Linked DNA regions of Sus scrofa: region 1 is linked to region 2. Evidence: chromatin contacts called from public Hi-C data. All regions are on one chromosome and are shown on one strand. Each heading gives the region's core, a stretch centred on a gene start, on an enhancer-like site or on the middle of the called end of the contact. The rest is flanking DNA. Distances are from core to core; before and after follow the strand shown.

What was found. A called contact is a pair of places that touch in the nucleus more often than the background predicts.
Region 1: a contact with region 2 is called in a Hi-C map of embryonic fibroblasts, with 2.1 times the contacts expected there. The contact joins the promoter of CBX3 here to the promoter of HOXA1 in region 2. A contact is called at or near these places in 4 of 47 Hi-C or Micro-C datasets (adipocytes, embryonic fibroblasts, fibroblasts and 1 more) and 1 of 2 datasets of contacts at active chromatin or transcription factors (skeletal muscle).

Annotation. Positions count from the first base shown.
Region 1 is chr18:46,202,868-46,209,471 of Sscrofa11.1, reverse strand. CBX3 (chromobox protein homolog 3) reads left to right here and starts at 4,358. Exons shown (of 5, transcript XM_021078986.1): 1 at 4,358-4,874. HNRNPA2B1 (heterogeneous nuclear ribonucleoproteins A2/B1) reads right to left here and starts at 4,308. Exons shown (of 13, transcript XR_002340389.1): 1 at 3,851-4,308; 2 at 1,075-1,110; 3 at 867-977; 4 at 560-706; 5 at 108-318.
Region 2 is chr18:45,475,872-45,483,097 of Sscrofa11.1, reverse strand. HOXA1 (homeobox protein Hox-A1) reads right to left here and starts at 5,537. Exons shown (of 2, transcript XM_003134844.5): 1 at 4,784-5,537; 2 at 2,792-4,302. The coding sequence starts at 5,438. The coding sequence ends at 3,947. It overlaps LOC106506838 (a long non-coding RNA gene), which reads left to right and starts at 5,682. Exons shown (of 2, transcript XR_001302424.2): 1 at 5,682-5,906. LOC106506836 reads right to left here and starts at 344. Exons shown (of 3, transcript XM_021078834.1): 1 at 1-344.

The sequences.
Region 1 (6,604 bases), core at 3,109-5,608, 730 kb before region 2:
TACAAACTATTTTTTTACAAAATTATACAAAATCTTAAGAGCTAACACAGTCAAAACTTAATAGTGAAAAGAACCACACACCCCTAGCACTTATTACAGACACTTACACACAATCTTATCCACAGGATCATGGTCATCAAAAGTAACAAATCCAAAGCCTCTTTTCTTTCCAGACTGCCTATCAGTAATTATCTCAATGGTATCAATTTTCCCATACTCCTCAAAGTAATCTCTAAGATGGTGTTCCTCAGTATCTTCTTTAATTCCACCAACAAATAGCTTCTTCACAGTTACATGAGCCCCTGGCTTTCCAGATTCCTGAAATAGAGGAAAAAGCACACTATCTGATTAACAAATGACTTCTACTCTATATTCAAATACTACATAAGGCAAAATGATTAAGAACCTAGTCTTTCAAATAAAACTAAGAAATGAAAAACACAGAAACCCCACTCAGCATTAATGAGGAAACAAAACTTGGAGCGAAACATGGATAACTTTCTAATCTCAAAAAAATTTCCCCCAAATTATCTACTGCACAAATTACGTATTCACTCACCTCTCTTGCAACAGCACGTTTTGGCTCAACCACTCGTCCATCAATTGAATGTGGTCTTGCAGCCATGGCAGCATCAACCTCAGCCATGGATGAAAAAGTTACAAAACCAAATCCTCTTGATCTTTTGCTTGCAGGATCCCTCATGACCTTAAATGCATAGGAGTAGAGTTACTATTTAATCTCATTACTTACAGCATTTAAAAATGAACATGAACTTAAAACTTTTCTTAATGATTCACTAACACTTTAAACAGATGAGCCTGGGGAGTTAAAAGGACTATTATCTGCAAGCACTTTATTAACATACCACACAATCTGTAAGTTTTCCCCATTGCTCGTAGTAGTTCCTCAAACTTTCTTCTGTAGTTTCAAAGCTCAAGCCACCAATAAAGAGTTTACGGAATTGTTCCTTTTCTCTCTGCAAAGGAAAACATCATTTCAATTTTTATTTACATTTTCTCTTTGTATACAGGAAATTAAATTCTTAAATATGAGGTGACCTGCTGGCAGAGTACCTTTTTCCTCTCCAAAGGAACAGTTTCTAAAGTTTTCTGGGGGGGAAAAAAAAAACTTACATCAAATTTAAACCATATGTTAAACTGCATATTAGTTGTGTTACACCAAAAAAAATTGCCTCAGCTGAACTACACAAGTTTCAAAGTCATTAAATCTTGATCTAAATTTACTTCACATTCAAACATTTTAAACACATCTAATACCACTTAGTTAAAAAAAATTTCTGGAAAAAAAAAAAAAGCAAATCTTATTCCCTGGTGACTGAGAAGTTAATGCATTCTTATCAAAATTTCCATTCAATTCTATATCCTAGAACAGAGAAGTTACCTTTTAAATATTCAGTTTAAATATAAATTCTTAAACTGTAAGAACTGTTGGCTTCTTTCTTATAAACTTGTTATTTCAGAATTCACTATTTGAAGTAATTATTTTCCCTTCATTGCTCCCTCTAGTGGTGATTCTAATGAAACTCAATTTTTACCCCCCCAAAACCTGGTTAAAGACAGTTCTTTCCCCATATACCAAGTCTCCACTAGAGAAAAAAAGCTTTAAGTATTCAACATATACACCAACATATCTTTAAGATTCTCTCTTCTGACCAAGACAGAATGATTTAATAGTGTCTGTCTGTTCCTAAAAGTACTAACAGAGAAAGAATCTGGACTATTACTGAGCTATTAAAAAGTAGAAACAAGACTGCAATCATTCCACTTTTCAAAAACCATAAAGATATTTAAATGAACACTGTATCCAGTAGTTGCGTAGCACTACCATTTATTTTACACTTCACGATGTTTAACTTAGGCTTCTAGCAAACAACACAGCATAACACCTCGAATTTTCATTGGGAAAAGAAACAGAGCCTAGGCTTGAAATCTCAAACAAGCAAGCAAATACTTTGCATTAAAAGCTCTGTATTATGGATTATCAGTTAAGATTGGGTCATTATACTGTTTTCAGTTGGTTAAATTAAAAAACTATAAATACTCAGAAACGAAGTTACAATGTCCAGAATGTATAATGAAAAAGAAACAGTCAAAAGTACTTTCTGACACAGCAAGGTATTTTATTCCTAGCAAATCGTACTACACCCTCAACCCACATTTCTAAAGAGGTTCCTCTCTCCATCCATGCATGATACTAATAAACATTCGGTTTTTTTCCTGTAGAATTAACCTTTCAGGATTCTGAAAAATTTATAAAGAAATTATCAAACTAGCTCTTGAGACACTTTAAGAACCGTCTGTTATAATGGTTACTTGGCATATTGATATTCGGATTCTTTATTTATTCCAAGTATTTTCAATAAATGCTCCTTAAACCCAAATAAATCTAATTAAAAACACATCTACAAATTTTTTACATATCACTAACAAAAGGGAAAAACTCATTACTTACCTCATTTCCAAACTTACCCGCTGTCCACTATTGATTACAAACAAAGTTATTTTATAAGCGTGCTTAGGGTCAAAGAAAATACCCAGGTAGACCCCCTTCGCTTCAGACCTTAAGCTTATCAATGTTATCAACCATGATTGCAAACATAAATGAGAAAAGCAAGTGACAAAGTTCAAATACATAGTAGCCCAGCCTAAAACAGTTCGGTATACAGCAATACACGTACTGAAGGGCTGAGCCACGTTTTAAGCAGAGCACAACTAAAATCATTTTTATTGCACTTTCATCTTAATTTCTAGCTTACCACGTAAAAAATTTCCCAGTAAAAATCTTACTTAAAAGCCGAGTAATTTCTACAATTCCTCATAAGGGAAGCCTTCAGGAAATTAAAAGGATTCGGAACCTTCGGCACACCGCCCCCCCCCAACCCCCGAAGACCACCTTCCCCACGACCTCCCGCATAACCTACAGGACCCTGATGGCTCCGAATTTCGGTTTTTCATTTCTAAAGCTTCCTGCCATGTAACCGCCTTCCTAATCGCCGCAAACCCAGCTAAAACCGCTACGCAAAGGAACAAGGGCTGAAAAACAGAACGTTTTCTTTGTACTACGTATGGCTCGCCTCAAACCCGGGCCCGACACCCTAGATCGTTTTACCTCCGAAGCCGAGCGACCGCCGCCCCTCCCCCCGCCCTGCGGTGCGGCGCCTGAACGCAATGGCGCCATTTCATCGAGGGGAAGGCAGCGAGCCTCTAATGAGGTGCGCAGGACTTTAAAGATCCAGGCTCCCAAACCCTCAGAATCCACCTCGAAACGGCATGAAAACGGCCCGAAAAGGAGAAAAAACCGGCGAACCACCTCTACTCTTTGATAAAAGACTCAAACTAGCTGAATTTAGAGAGTTACAAGGAAAACGCTGCGAGAAAGAGGAGAAACGAAAATGGCGGCCGCCAAATCCGGTTCCCGCGAGGGGGGGAGGGGAAGCCGCAGCCTCGCCCGCGAGGACCCGCAGCCCGCCGAAACGCTCCAACGCGCGGACGCCAGGGTCCCCAAACCAGCGTGCTGTAAAAAGGGAGTAAGAATTCCCGCCTCCGCGCCCCACTTCCACCGAAGTCGGCTTGCGTCCGCCATGTGGAAGTTCCCCATCCCCCACCCCCAGCAAAGGGAAATGGCGCCGGGAGCCTGAGGGTGGGGAAGGTGCGGAACGATCAGGCCTCCGCTAACGACCCCCCTTCAAAAGTACCCCGAGACCAACCGCTTCTGAAGTGGCCCAATTTCGCTGCCGCTCTCCCACGGAGGCGGGTGGCCGACTTCCAATAAGGCGCCAACGGCCTCGCCATGCCCTTTCCAACAACTCATTGATTTCAAACCCGTTACCTCCATCGCGGACTCAGTCGCTTCAGCCCGATTTCCCGCAGCCGAGCGAGATGAGAGAGATCTCCGCGGACGAACACGAACCGGACTCGTCCTGGCGCTGTAGTGAGAACTGCCGCTGCTCGAGAAACAACACCGCTAAGAGCACCTCCACTCGGGACCCGGCGCTGCTGCTACTGCCGCTAGAGCCGCTGCCGCCGCTTTTCTAGAACCTTCCCCCCGACTAACGCGTCCTGCCCTACGTCAGGCCGTTGCGTAAACGCCCTAACCGCCGCCAATGGCGGGAACGCTCTACGACCTCCTTGCGCCAAGTACGTGCCCCTCCCTCCTCGCAGCCAACAGTGGTGCTTGACGTCACTTGCGTAAAAGGGCTCTGTGAATTGCGGAAGGCTCGAGCCCTGCGTATTTCTCTCTCGGAATTAAGTCCAGTCCCCGCCCCCCGCCCAGCTTTAGCGCAGGGCAGGTGAGAAACGGTCGCGCAGTTTGAAATTAACACTGTGGGGAGGAGCTTAATCCTCAGCTTTCAGGTCCAGCCCCTCAACCCGGAAGGTGGTCCTTAGAGCAACGCTTTGATAATCCCAATACCCACCGCCCCCCGTCTCTAAAAAAAAAAATCTTTGTAGCCTTCTCTACAGCGCTTTCCCTCCTCCTCCCTGAATTGAGGACAGACTCGGCCTCTTCCGGAAACACCCGAAGCGACTTGTGGTCAACAAGTTACATTTCACGCCTCACCTACCTAACCTTGGACAACGCTTTTGGGGTCAACCTCTCGGGTTCAGGAGGTCTTTGGACAGGGTAATCTAACTCTTAGTTCCTAATTGAGTCCTCCCACCCAAGTTTTACACCCACCACCAGCATTTGGAGGCACCCAACCCCAGGGACTAGGAAGTGGGCGGAGTCCTGTTTTGGCGCCAGTGCAGCTGCTGCAAAGCAGGAACGCCTCCGCCGAGGAGACTCCGGTCACAGTCCCCGCTCCTCCCTCTCTTTCCCTCCCCTTTGGGGACCACCAGCCGCTACGCCCCGAACGGTGAGTGCCGGTGTCACCACCCCCTCCTTCCCCCACCCACCCTTCGGCTCGGGCTCGGGCTCGGGCTCCCGGCGGGCAAAGCGCGGCGCGCGGCCCCTCCCCCCCGCGGGGCGCGCGCTCACCCCCGCCCCTAGCGGCCGCCTGGCGTGGGCGGTGCCACCCCGCACCCCCCCCACCCCCAGCGGCGCGGCCCCGCGCGCAGCTCCCCAGCCCCCTCCCCCTCGGATGTGGCTGGAGCTAGAGGCGCGCAGGGCCGAGGACGCCGCAGACCTGGGACCCGGAGCAGCTCTGAGGCGGTGAAGTCGGTGTCTTTATTTTCCCCTACCTTTCACTCCGTGGTCTTGCTTCAGATACCACTTGCGCCCCAGAGACCCTCCCCCCAGTTCCCCGCTTCCCATCCTTCCCGGCCCGACCCCGAGTCGGAGCTGGCGGGAAGGAAACAGGCGAATGGAGACCCCGCGGTGGGCCTGGTGCTGGGCCGGTGTCTCTAGTTGGTCGAGGGGACGAGACTGCTCGTTATGAGGTTGAGAACTGTGGCGACAGCTGCCTTATTTGTAGACAAAGCGCGTTTCTTCCTCCCCTCCCCCATCCCGGAGCTACATGAGGGGTCCTCCTCCCTCTCCCGGACTCGGTCGGCGACTCGGGCCTCCAGGGAGGGCTGTGCATTCTCCCGCATCCGTGCGGCCCGAAGTCCGGAGGCAGCGGCGGGCGCTCCGTTACGAGGCCGCCTTCGGGTCGGGGAGGCGCGGGCCCCGTGGCGCAGTGCCCTTGAGCCCCCGCGCCGCGGCCTTTGTTTCTCCCCGCGGATGCGCTGACCATGCGGCCCGCGCTCGCGTGTGGGGGGCGGGGGCCGGGCTCGAAGGCCTTATTAAGCCGGGTGGGGCTGGGGCTTAAGGGCAGCGGCTGAACGTCCGGAAAGAGGTGATTTGTTTTCAGAAGTGGCACGAAATGGGATTGGAGCATTTTGGGGTGTTTTTTTCTCTTAGTTTATTTAACTAGTGATTGGAAAAAGGGAGAGTTTCTAAAAAGAAACCAAGTTGGGATTACCTAGGCGGCTCTGGACTGTTAAGAGGTCTAGAGAAAAAATTCACAGTAATTTATTATGGTGATCGTTTGAGCAGTTGATTCTGAGTCAGTATCTATTTGCTGAATGTGGTTGTAAATGGGATTTGGATTAGGAAAAAAAATTTTTCTTTTTTTAATCCTATATGACTCTTTCTCGGGTACCAATGACCCTAGTAAGGTTCTCTGGGTACTTGGTTACAACACTAATATATATACTCTGAGGCGTGTATTACTAATTTACAGAAGCTTAAATCTGATTGTTTATGGATTGGTATAATATCCATATTATATATGTCTGATAATATGAGCTACTAGGTGGGGGTTGGAATCCAAACAAAACTTGTGTTTAGCTACCTTTTTTTGTGTCTTTGCAAACTTCTTTAACTGTTATGCATTTTTTTAGTAATAGCTCTTCAAGTCTGCAATAAAAAATGGCCTCCAATAAAACTACATTGGTAAGTTAATGAAAACCTAAAATGTGTAAGGATCTAACTCAGGCTTTTTCCCCTTAAAATTATAACTTTGCATCTATGTGGTTGAGAAAGTTACAGCCATAGTATAGTCCCAGTCCCGCCCCCCGCCCCCCCGCCCCCCCCCCCCCCCCCCGTTATACTGAGGAGAGTTGGGGCAAAAACAAAATTATTACATTAAAATACTTATTGACT
Region 2 (7,226 bases), core at 4,288-6,787:
CTCCCACCATTCCCCACTGGCTTCCTTGGTTCCTTTTTCATCTCAGCAGTTTGTGTGCTAGGAGGGCGTAAAATTTTAAAGTTGACTTTCCACGTGAGGAATTTTCTTCTGCACAAGTTCCTGCCCCCTCTGCTCCTCCCCACTCCCATCTAAACAGCCATCGCAGATGAATATTGGGCCTGTGATTTCGATATTACTCAAACGCAAATGGATTTCAATTCAATCTTGCCCTGTACTTTCACAAAGAAGATAAACTCTAATGGCCCAAAGAGCTTCATTTCATAGCTCGTGGCACCTGAAATAAATCGGATCTCTTCTGTCAGGCTAATTTAACATTTTTAAAATATTCAACGTAATTTATTTTAAGTCAAATGAAACCTAGTGGGTTGGCAGAAAGCTAGAGGCGGCAGCAGAAGGGCAGAAGGAAAGCCCTCCCCCCCCCAAAAAAAAAGCTAGGAAGGGAGAGGAAAGTGTTTTAAGTTTCTAGTAAACACTGTTTAGCAAAAGAATAATAGGAAAGTTGCCCCTTTCCCAAAGAGGGATGGAACTATAATTGTTGCCTTTAGCGGAGAGCTCAGATAAACCGCTGGGACTCATTCTAAAGTGACCCATCACTGCATTCATCTCTTCTTGAACTTTCGGTGAACCTGAGATTAAACAGGGGTGAGCAGCTAAGCAGTTTGTTGTTAGCAGCCTTTTCAACAACCCTTTCAGACTGAGTAAATATTGATCGGTTTGAATCTGATTGCCCCAGAGGAAAACACCACGGGCATCTGAATAGCCTCCAAAAGTAAACTTTCAAAGGTGAAGCTGAGAGCAGACTTTACAGCCACAGCACGATTTCAACTCAGTCACTTTGGGGGACACCCTGAATTTCTGGAGCACTTTGAATGAATGTGAGGAAATTGAGGAAAAAAAGCATCTGAAACCTGGAATTTTATATTGCAATTATCTCAAGTCCCTAATTGAGACTCTTGTCCTTTTTAAATTTATCAATCAAATGTTATTTCCTGTTTTCCTCTTCTGTCTTCTGTCATTTCAGTTACCATGGCTGTCATTTTTCAAGGAGCTAGCTGTGCCCCTCTGAGACCAAAACAGAAAAAGAGAAACCTTGAAATAGGAGGTGTTAAGCGCCTTTGATTTAATCGATTGGGACAACTAAAAAGATACAAATGTTTTCCTCGTTGAAAGGTGTATTAATGTTTCCTAAATGCATTGCTTGTTAACTGATTTATTCCACCACCTAGAGAAGGCTTGGGATGTTTAGCCATAATTCATTGTTCTCTCTCTCAGCTACATTAAAACCAGCACCTTGAAGATTGGAATCTCCGGGATTCCAGCAGGTCGGCCCTGCTTTTAGATATTGAAATCTCGGCAGTGGCATGCAAATGACACTTTAACACATTAAAGTATTTGGAACCCAGCCATCTGTTTTGCTGTGTGGCCTTACACTAATAAACAAAAGATACTGTATAGGGCCAGGAGGGAAATGAAAGAGAGAGTTGGCTGACTTTGAAGTTCTCCTCCATCCACTTGAGTCATTTAGAAGCACCCCCTGCCCCAACCCAAGAGCGGAGGGGAGGGCACCGGGTGCCCTTGATATGGCCGCAGCAACTGGCTCACTCCCTTTGACGGGGAACTACAGGACATCTCAGGGCTGCTCTAGCAGGCCTGCAGATGACAAGTTTTTGTAGGATTCTCCCCCACCCGCGCCCCCACCCCCACCAAACCCCAGCCCATCCTTTGTAAAACACCCTTTGGAGAGGAAGGAAGTATTATTTGTGATGCTGTAAAAATTCTGCTCTACTCTTGGGGCTAAATTAAAGCCTCCAGAAATGTGTGAAAGTAAAGGAACAGTGGCAAGAGGTCTAGAAGGAGAGCCACTTTGAACTCTTTGATTTCCTGGCTTCCTCTGCTTGAGAGCAGCAGACACAAGCATTGGTCAGAAGCAGCGTGGATATTGACAGACTTCAGGGTGGCATCCACAAGTCCACCTGGAGGAATCTGTTGAGCCCAGGGAAGAAGTTTTTTAAAATGTTTTCCAGGTTTTGTCCTATGGACTTAGAACTGTAAACCCACTCTAGCCTTGATGGCGGTGACGTTAAAGCCGAATCTGATGGGAATGAGATGTGTAACCCAGAAGGAACGGGGGTAGGAGTTTAAAAAGTGGCAGGAAGGGGCGGAGAAGGAAAGACGCCAGGGTTTACTCAGAACAGACCACACTCGATTTAAAGGGTGGAATATTTGGCACACTGTCACAGACAAGCCAAAAAGGAGGAAGAGGGGTTGGGTGGGAGCCCCATCCCCAAACAGCTTTATACTGGAGCCAGTTAAATGTGAATCTCTTAGCTCTTGGTTCACTGATGTGAGGAAAGACTGACTGAAGAGTCTCGCCTTTGAAGGGGATTCTGTTTATATATACGTCAACATTCAGTTGGAGGTGAAAAGGTTAGCACTTGACCCAGGAAGTATCTATGTTTGTTTCAAAAATAGATCTGCTTCATCTATTTCTTCACCATTCATTTTTTCCATGATGGACTCTGATGATCGTAAAGGAACTGCTGCTGTTTTTAAAGAGAATCAACCTATTGCATGCACATTGGTTAGGTGCAATTACACTCATTGGGGAAGCATCAGCTCCATATGAAAAGTATTTCCCTTTTTTTTTTTTTTCCAAGAAGAGGCCCATCTCTTTGAAAATACACAACACCCTTCTCCCCTTCCCCACAGGAAAGGAGCCAACTTTGTAGGGACCAACAAATTGTAGCCAAGCCAGACACAGAGATGCTTAAGCATATCTGAAACTTGAATATATTTATTACAGACATCTTAAGACCCGTAAACTCTGCTCTGGATCACATCCTTCTGGGATCTCGGAGCTGTTCATGATTGTACAGGAAATGGGAACTATCACAAAGGATAACTGATAAAACTCAGTGTGGTACTTCGGGAACATCAAGACATTGTGCGACATGCAAAAGACTATTCACGAATCACACAAAATATACATTCATTGTGCCATCCATCACATTAACAACTGAGCTAAAAATACATCATATCCAGCTACAATAACTGTGGAGGGAAGAAGCTGGTGTGAAATAATACGTTTGGGTCCTGAATACTCCAGCGCAAATTTGAAAGAGTGTGGCCAGAGAAAGGAGAAAGGCGTGGGGATGGGGAGAGACTCAGCCCAGGGAGCCAGGTTTCTGACCCTTTATGCTGCAGGCTTTCTTAACTTGCTGAAAGAACAAACGGAGGCGACCCTCTGAGGCCTCTGATTGATTTTACTGGGAGCTTTTAGTCTTTAACCTATAATCACATACAAAGTTGTACCAGCTTAGAGAGTTTGCCCACCCTATTTTCATCCCTTAATCTAAACATTTCTAGAAAATCTGTATAAAGATAAATCTTTCAGGACAAAGTATTTACAACCAGCAGACTCACACACATGAAACTGAGTTAAATTAAGGGGTGAATTAATTGTGTAAACACGCTCATAGTGCATCTCTTCCTCATGAGCTCCTGGACTCTCTTCTCTCTCTATCCTACTTTAAGGGCAGAGTAGGGGAGAACTGTAAATACACGGTTAGATATAAGATGAGAGGCCTCCCTCTGACATGTTTCTGCTGGCAAAGGAGACTATTTTCCAAAGGGCATCTGAAAGGAACTGTAGGGTCTGTCAAAGAAATCTCCTAAAACTAGGGGCGTTAGGGGCCTTGAGAAAATTGATGTTGGCACTCAATTTGCATTGCGGAGCTAGCACTCCCCTGCCCCCACACCAGTCTCTAATCCAGAATTCACTGGAAACACAGTATCCTGGCCAGGAGTTCCCCAGATAGGATCAGAGAGGAAGAGAGAGATTGTAAATGGACAGGAAGATAAGCTAAGAATGTGCTTTGGGAAAGAAGTCCCAGCCGGAAGAGTCGAGTCTGGGGCTGGGGCGGCCTCAGTGGGAGGTAGGTAGAGTGTCTGAGGTAGCAGACCCCGGGGAAGGAACGCAGGGCGAGGAGCTGGACTTCTCGGAGGATTCCTCGGCCTTCTCCTCACTGCCCGGTGGGGTGGCTGGAGAGATGGGCAAGAGGCCCTCCTTCTCTCGTTTCTTCTGCTTCATTCGGCGGTTCTGGAACCAGATCTTCACCTGGGTCTCATTGAGCTGCAAGGACGCGGCGATCTCCACCCTGCGGGCCCGCGTCAGGTACTTATTGAAGTGAAACTCCTTCTCCAGCTCCGTGAGCTGCTTGGTGGTGAAGTTGGTCCGCACCGCGTTGGGCTGACCCACGTAGCCGTACTCGCCAACTTTCCCTGAGGGCAAGGGGAAGCGATGGGGAAAAAAGGGGAAAAAATTTATATTCGATATGAGAGTCCCTGTAGGCTTCAGAGCAAGATTCAGGCAAAGGGGGAATCAAGAATTTCTCAACACAAGCCGGGCTTGGGAGGGTGAGTGATGAGGTGTAAAGCGTTCATCTGAAGTCACCCATTAGCATGGTCAGACCAGTGATTAATGGAGCCTGGAGATATTAACACACACATACACACCTACCCACTTTCCCACGTCCTACTTCCAAAACCTCTAAAACTCAGCCCCCTTGGAAACACAACAATCCCAGATGTTCCTTTGTGCCAACCACACCTGGGCAGCCTCCCAACACCCTACAACACCGGTGGGAAGCAAGAATTTTAAAGAAAAAAACAAAACAAAACCTTGATTAATTTTCCTTGGAAACTAAGCATACCGGCTCCTTCCTGAATAATCAAGGATCATTCATGGAAGGGCAAGACTGACCTGTTTTGGGAGGGTTCCTTTTGACTTTCATCCAGTCAAATGTCTGCGCTGGAGAAGACGTCTCTGATGCAGGGGAGCGGCAGGCTTCTTGGTGGCTGGCGTGGAGAGGGGACAAGGAGTTATTATACGTGGCCAGGGCCAGGCTCTGATGCTCTTGTCCATATGAGTGGTGAATATATTGAGGCGAGCCCACCGCGCCCCCGGCATAACCCTGGTGGTGGTGGTGATGCTGGACCATGGGAGATGAGAGATTTCCAGAGTAAACAGCGGGAGCGCACGTGGGGTACCCACCACTTACTTCTGCTTCCTGATTTAACGCGTAGGAGCTGTAAGGCGCGCCAAAGTTCTGCGCGCCGTAGCTTGGACCACAACTCGAGTGGGAGTAGGACACCCCCAGGTTCCCAGGAGTCTGGTAGGTGGCCGGCTGGGGGTGGTGATGGTGGTGGTGGTGGTGGTGGTGGTGGGGCGGGCTGATCTGCACCCCCCTGCCCACTAGGAAGCGGTCGTCGCCGCCACAGCTATTGGCACTGACCGCGCACGACTGGAAAGTTGTAATTCCATGGTCGGAGGGGTAGGCTCGCGCTGAGCAGGTCCCCGAGTCGCCACCGCTGAGGATGGGGTATTCCAGGAAGGAGCTCATTCTTGCATTGTCCATCTGTCACTGAGTGACCGGGTCCTGCGAAGCCCTGAGTGACCGTGCCAACTTTCTCACTTCCTCCATGGGGCCGGAGAAGAAAAATGATATGAATGTACAGTGCGCAAGAGGGGGGGCGGGAGGGCGGAGGGCGCTAGGGGAGGGGCACGTGACTCTCTCAGCCAATGGCGGAGCCTCCTGCGAAAGTTTGCTGGCTCCTGCGGTGATGGATCACCCTTTCAGTGGCATTTAAATCCCCGGCGCTCCTCAGTCTAGGTGACGCGCAGTCGCCCCCCCAGGCAGCCCGGGCGGCAGCAGCAGCTGCGGCGGCTGCAGGGGCAGATTCCCAGCGTTGGGGCGAAGGGGAGCAGGGGCTGCCTTCTGCGAGTGGCCGACTCCGATCGCCCCCCTCCGGGAGGTGGGGGCTGAGAGCCATCCTCGGTCACCGCCCCCCTCCCCACCGTGCACAGAAAGAGGAACTGGCAAGAGGTGAGACGCCAAGAGGGCTCCGCGCTCTCTTGGGTCGGGAGTCAGTGGGAGGGAGCTCGCTGGGCCGCCACTTGCACACTGGCTGAGCCCGGAACGCGAGGAACTGGAAGGGTCGCTCCCCGGGCGCTTTCACTGCCGTCCCTTCTGTGATGCCTTGGGGGCAGTGAGGAGAGCCGAGAACGGTGGCGGGGGACGAGGCTGGGCCACCACCAGGTCTCCGGAAGGAGAGGGAAGTGCGCAGAGGGCTGGCTGGGGGAACCCGAGTGGGCGTGGAGGGGACAAGCGCAAGAAAGGAAACTTCCCTCTCCCTGTAGGGTCTTGAAGCCCCCGTTCCTCCCCCACCCCCACGAGCTGTTAGCGTGGCAACGGGGAGCTGCTGTAATTCGATGCTCGGGAACGGGTGAACCTTGGGAGCTAAGCTTGCCGGAAAAGGCCGGGGGTGGCCCGGCTCTTCGCCCTCCCTCTCTCCTCGCTCTCCGCCCCTTTCTCCTCCCCACTCAGCTCTGTTCTGGGAGCCCTGCGGGATCCGGAGCAACTCTGCTGCCGGATTTTGAGGGGTAGGAGGCGGGGGAGAGAGATGACGCTAGCCGACGTGGCCAGCGTGGGGGCCGGGCCGTGCGCTGCAGGCCATCTGCCGGCTCCCTAGGACCCAGGAGCCTGTGTACACCGACCTGGGCCTCAAAGGGCGAGACCACAGTGAAGTACGATGAACTCCCCCTCCACCTCCCCTCCCACCCCGCCACCCCCAGAAACGTTTCTCGTTTCCTGGAGGCGAATGTTAGGCGTGCTAGAGCTTCCTTCATCCACCCCCCCCCCATTCTACTGCACAGCTGAAGTGGGGGTGGGGGCTGGCAGGTGGGAGGGGCAGTGGACAGATGGCTGATGGTGGACAGGACATTTTCTTCTTCCCCAACAACACCTCCTCCCTTTTGTAAACTGGCTGTGTGGTTCCCTGTGTGAACCTTCAAGTCCTTCCCTAGAGAGACACGTGCAAATCTGAGCGTCATCCCAGGACAGGAGTCCTGTTCTCCATCACCCTCAGCCTACCCGGATGCTGACGGGGTCGTTAATTGCTGTTTACTATTAAGTTTCATGTCGACCCTGGGCTTGTAAAGAGAAAAGGCCAAACAGAGGCCAAGAATTGATGCATTCCTAGATAAAAGAAATCCAGACATCATCCAAGAAGCTTTGCAGCAAATACCCTATAGATTTTACTCTGATCATGTTCACCACATTGGAATCTGACAGATCAAATTTATCTGAGGGTGGAATGTGTATTTGGGGTTCCCACTCTTCTCTACTCTTCCCTCTCCAGTTAGA